Linked DNA regions of Macaca mulatta: region 1 is linked to region 2. The links are chromatin contacts, called in public Hi-C maps. All regions are on one chromosome and are shown on one strand. The core of a region is the stretch at or near the end of the contact, and the rest is flanking DNA. Distances in the headings are between cores, read along the strand shown. Region 1 has its middle 490 kb from the start of ROBO1. Region 2 has its middle 750 kb from the start of ROBO1.

What was found. A called contact is a pair of places that touch in the nucleus more often than the background predicts.
Region 1: a Hi-C map of fetal cortex germinal zone shows a contact between it and region 2, with 3 times the contacts expected there. The contact joins two enhancer-like sites. A contact is called at or near these places in 2 of 14 Hi-C or Micro-C datasets (fetal cortex germinal zone and fetal cortical plate).

The regions. Positions count from the first base shown.
Region 1 is chr2:199,846,485-199,849,184 of T2T-MMU8v2.0, reverse strand. No RefSeq gene overlaps it. Among named protein-coding and RNA genes, the nearest start is that of ROBO1, 490 kb to the left of the region's middle. Within about 2 kb of position 1,309, at least 15 of the 40 cell types and tissues checked have an H3K27ac peak or open chromatin away from gene starts, as enhancers often do. A contact at or near this core is called in fetal cortex germinal zone and fetal cortical plate, where this site is marked.
Region 2 is chr2:199,588,610-199,591,309 of T2T-MMU8v2.0, reverse strand. No RefSeq gene overlaps it. Among named protein-coding and RNA genes, the nearest start is that of ROBO1, 750 kb to the left of the region's middle. Within about 2 kb of position 1,374, at least 13 of the 40 cell types and tissues checked have an H3K27ac peak or open chromatin away from gene starts, as enhancers often do. A contact at or near this core is called in fetal cortex germinal zone and fetal cortical plate, where this site is marked.

The DNA.
Region 1 (2,700 bases), core at 60-2,559, 260 kb before region 2:
CCAGCACACTTGCCCCAATGTTGGGGGGCAGCATGGCCATTAGGAAAATGGCCCAGAGGATGTGGGGAACACAGAGAAAGAAAAGCTTTCTAGAGGAGGAGCAGGAATGAGGCAGGTTGAATCTGAGGCTGCATTCACAGAGAAAACTCAACGGTTTGTTTGGAAAGCCAGGGGAAGATGACAAAGCTTAACTTTATTTGTGGCCTCAATTCCGAAAGGCACATTTCACTCAGAGATCCACATGGTGTGTGGGGATGGAAGAGTCAAGTGAGTTTCTCTCATATTTTTACAGCATGGATTACAGTCTCTTCTTTTCAAAATACTTCTTAAAGAATGTAGATAAGGCATAAGCATGTTGAAGCGGTGATAGCACATTGGTGGACGTGATTGAACTGTTGAAAATTTCTTGTGGTCAATATATTTTTTTTCCCTTTTAAAACTTAAAACCTTTGGGCTGGACACAGTCTCTGGTTCTGTGGGGTCCAAATCTCTTTTATAAAAAATCTATGCTGGTCTTTGTCTATATTAGGGTTTGAAGGTGTATAAGTTTTTAATCCCTTTTAGAAAGTACTAGACAAGGAGTCAAGTGTTACAGTGTATTAACACTATAAACACTATTATCACCAAAAAGCCTTTTAACCTATTAGTGTCTATGTGTGCATGTGTGTGTGTTTATGAAACTGTAATGTTTTCCATAAAATTGTAGCTTAGTCTGTACATTCATCAAATTCAAACACAGACACTAAAACGAACACATTTAAAATAAACACTTAAGTACTATGAACTACTCATCGAATTTTTATGGAATCTAAGGAAACATGCTTCTGTTCTTAAAGTACCTTTGCTGTCCATCAAAAGAATTTCAACATTTAGAAAATTTTACAAATATGGAATCACATAGTTTACTGCATTTTGCCATTTTAGAGAAATGTTTCTGTGTAATTCAAATGAATGATTGGACACAATTATACTATTTTTTTTTTCTTGAGTGTTTTTGATTGCAAAAGAGGTTGGCTCTACTAAATGTAAAATCCGCCAAGCCTTGTTTTCTGATTTCCCCTTCCGAACACAGCCCGGAGAGGAGCGGGATCACGGCTCATCCCCCAAGCCTTGCTTTCTGATTTCCCGTTCCGAACACAGCCCGGAGAGGAGCGGGATCACGGCTCATCCCCCAAGCCTTGCTTTCTGATTTCCCGTTCCGAACACAGCCCGGAGAGGAGCGGGATCACGGCTCGTGGCAGCGTGCATGCAGTCAACACAAGAGGCTGAAAAATAGCCCAAGCCAGTCCTCATGCATTATTAAAGCCAGCAAAGCTTCCTGCACCGTTGAACAAGCTAACTGTCCTCCACCAATGAATTCACTCCTCGGGCTCTCTGAATGTTCGCCAGTGCTCTGCATTGCCTGCACGTGACAGATATAATTGCCAAAATGAATGAAGATTTTCCTATTCTTCCTAGTCAGTATTCCAGATAGAAGATAAGAATAGCTTGAATAGCTGAGCTGGCATGTGAAAGGAGCTCTGCTTTTCATATAACACGTATTATAAAGATGCAAATTTCCTCTCAACCAGCAACAATGTTTGTGGCCGCTGCTGAGCAGACCTTCCTTTAACTCTTCACAATTTGTATCCTTAGTGTCTTATTTTTCCATAATATCTAACCCCATTTTGAAACGATCTAACACCATCTCAGGATTCTCCATATATATTATATATGGATTTATAAATATTCATAAATAATATTCTTAATGTTGTACAATTTATATGTTCAAAATACTATATCCAAGTATTTGTCCTATTCGATATCGATTTAACTGAAACCTACGTTCGTGAACGTGAATATAGTCATTGGGTTGAAACAACACTTTGCTTAGGTAATATCCCATAAAAAGAATCATAAAATGTTTGTGCGTCATTCTGGCTAGTTGTTATGTAGTCGTTTTTAAAGGTATTTGGTTGATGTGTTCACATATTCACATCTTTTGCAATTTTGTTTGCATCAGTATATTTTACTTGATGAATAAAATATACTGGGTCATATATACTATGCATATCTAGTCTAAAATAATTACAAAGCTTTAACAAGGACAAGGAAGTTTCTGCCCCACTCTTGACTTTCAGTCTCCAACTTTCGTTCCTCCAGTATTAACAGATCCTTAGCTTTCCTTCTAGAAGTAATCAACGCATATGAAGAAAAAAAATAAGGTTTCCATACCTTAAATTTTTCACTGTAACCACTTTTGAAACCTGGCAATTGATGATTGAGAGGATAATGAGGTTTACTATTAGTATAACTAAAATAATTCAAAAATAATTTTAAATAAAGATAACATAAGTTCTACTTGTGAGAAAGCTCAGTACTCCTTCCATTAGATTAAATACTTTTAAAAATATACGACCATACTCTCACTTCTTCATTCACAGCTCTCAATTTACCTATATTTATATTTAAAAAATGCATATGTTCACATTTTTGAAAAGGAAGCATACATAATTTCCAAAGAGAATAAAAAGTTATGCAGTGGAAGATCTCCTATTCTCCTATTCTCTTCCTCTCTACCCCAATTTTCACACAATCATCCCTGCTACCACACTGATACACATATTGCCACTATCTTTAGTTACTTTTTAACTTTGCCATAGTCTCTTTGTTTATACACAAACAAACATGGATATATATTCTGATTCCCATTTTATGACA
Region 2 (2,700 bases), core at 125-2,624:
GAGCCAGGAGTGGGATGTCTTAGCATTCCATCCCCCCACCGGGCTATGTGCGTGGGACACAGTGCCTCCTAGAAGGGGATCCCAGGATTTCAGCGGCCAGGTGTGAGCGCCCTGCACGCGGTCCTCCGAGACCCCAGGGCGCGTGGCAGCCGGGCAGAGCCGCCTCTGCAGCGCCGCTGTCCCGGGTGGAGCGGCAGCGCAGGCTGCGGCACTGGGGTTGCCACGCCGAGTTTTCCGCATCGGCCGCCCGCGGGGCTCGCCTGCTTCTCCCTATTGTGTTCGCGGAGCTGTGGGACCGAGCCCCGCGCGCGGCCGCACCCGCGCCAACGCTGGGGCCGCAGGCTCGGGGAAGCGGCGCTGGCAAGAGCGGGCCGGGAGAGGGAGCAGGAAGGGGCCCCAGAAGGGCACGAGCTTCATCCATAATGCAGGGGCTCCTGGACCTCCCTGCAATACGTTTTCCAGCTAAACGCCTCCAACTGGAGCGCCTCCTAGTTCGTCCCACTCGTGTGGTTTTTGTGTGTGAAAGACGGGACGCACCTTTTCCATTCATCTGTCTTCTCTCATTCTTCCTCCTTCCCTCCCTCATTGCCTCCCTCACATAAAGTCCCCGCTGGCTCAGCTTTCAGCGCTCATCTTCACATCAGCACCATGTTTTCAGGCAAAATCCTGCAGGTTGCAATCGCAAGTGTCAAAAGTCCCCACTGCCTACATGTCGCCAAGAGTTTACCAAAATCCACCCAGTAACGCTTATTTTCAAAGCCCCCACGCTCATCCATTCCTGAGAATGCTTTCAGAGTTTGGAAGCTCCCTGCAGCCAGCCGGGGTCTACGCCTCAGTCAGTTCACATCACTCCCAACGGCGCGGTCAGCGACACTGAGATCAGCTGCAAAGTTGCCCGGCCCCAGCCCAGCAGACCGCTGGTGCTCGCCGCATCCCAGGAGGAAATTGCGCGGTGTGCCCCCAAGAAGCCAAAGGCGGCACGAAACCTACTCAGACAAGGGTTAGTCCAGCCACACACAACAAACAAACCCCAAAACTTCTTTGTTAAGCAGTCGCAGCCTACCTGGAACAGACACTCTGCACAACTTGCAAGGAATAAACAAACATCGCATCCCTGCAGGAAAACTTGTTGAATCCCTCCCGATCGCAAGGCTGCAATTTCCGATTTAGCCTGAAGGTTTTTGGATTCTACCCCAAAACACCCTGGCGTATCAGCCACAATTTCTGGATAAACCGCAGAGTCCTCTCGGCAACCGTTCTGCACTCCCACAACCACCAGTGTAAAACCCAGCGTGTCCCCGTTCACAAACCGAAAGCCTGCTGTCACTTCCTTTGCAACCATTTGCGAGACTTACCCTTGGATAAGCCTGTTTTCAGCGATCTAGCGGCGCCGTAGTGCAGACGCAGCCCCTCCAACTTTGCTGTGCACTGAGACCTTTCCGAGTTTAAACCAAGCGAAAGGTGTCTGAGACTTTTCAACCTAAGAGTGGGAAAATGGGGAGAGAGTGAAGTCGGGTTTCTTCTCGGTATCAGCACCCTGGAAAAATTCAATCCTTCTTCGGTAGAGAATTCTTTCAAACCCGTTATCTGTATTACTATTAATGCGCAGAGCAGAAGGCATTGCATACAAATAGGTCCAAGTGTGCGCTTCTATTGGTGGCTGCGGAGGCCCCTGGGTCCTACTGCTCCGGTTCTAAACTACACAGCAACACTAGGCACGCAGCTTTGGAGACGCCGAGGGGAAAATGGATTTAATTGATTCGTTACCTCTGGTATTGTAATGCCTGCTGCGATGTTTAACCGAGGGAGGAGGAAAAAAAAAAACCTTTACATTTAACTCCTGTCATGTGATCTATCATTTCATATCTGCTTTTAATTGTCTGTGTGGAGTGGCTTTGATCATACAAAGGATTTTAAAAGAACATTTTCGAAGGAAAATTCACACAGATACTTTTGGCAAGAAAACCCTCTTTTGCTCTCTATTATGCATTACTCTCATATAAATCCAGGAAATTGTATATAATCAAATACTTCTGCGCTTCACATAGGTACACATAGCACCCAATTGTATTCCTTACAATTCATAGCTACTCCAGATAAAATATCTTACACGGGTAGTAGATAGTAGAAGCCAAAATATGAGTCTACCAATGATAAAACACGGGTTATATTAATCAAATGCTACAGAAAAAAATCATATCAATGACAATGGCATGGGCATCATTTTTACTTTGCAAAATTAGAAATTCAGAAATATTTTCTTTGTAAATATTGGCATAAAAATATAAATCAACATAAAGGTATCTATAATGTCACAGTATGTCAAGCATTTACTATTAATTGCTACATTCTCTTTTTGCAGTTTCTCTCTTAGCAAGTCCATTAGTAATGCAAATTGGCATAACAAGGAGATTTAAAGTGAGGCAGACCTGTGGTGACTAGCAATTTGAAATACTGAAACAGTGTGCAAAATCACTTTAGTTCATCATCAGGAAAGCCAGTTATTTTAAGAATTAGAATATTAAATGCTGAATCTTAATATATATTAATTTGAAGTCTTAAACATGCTGTTTTCTTTTGTCTTTAATTTTGTGGAGGAGAAGAGAACTCTTCATTTAAATTAAAATGACATAGACTTTCCACAAAATCCTAGATATGATATTTACTGATATTACAATTTAGGAAGTAACATAATTTTAT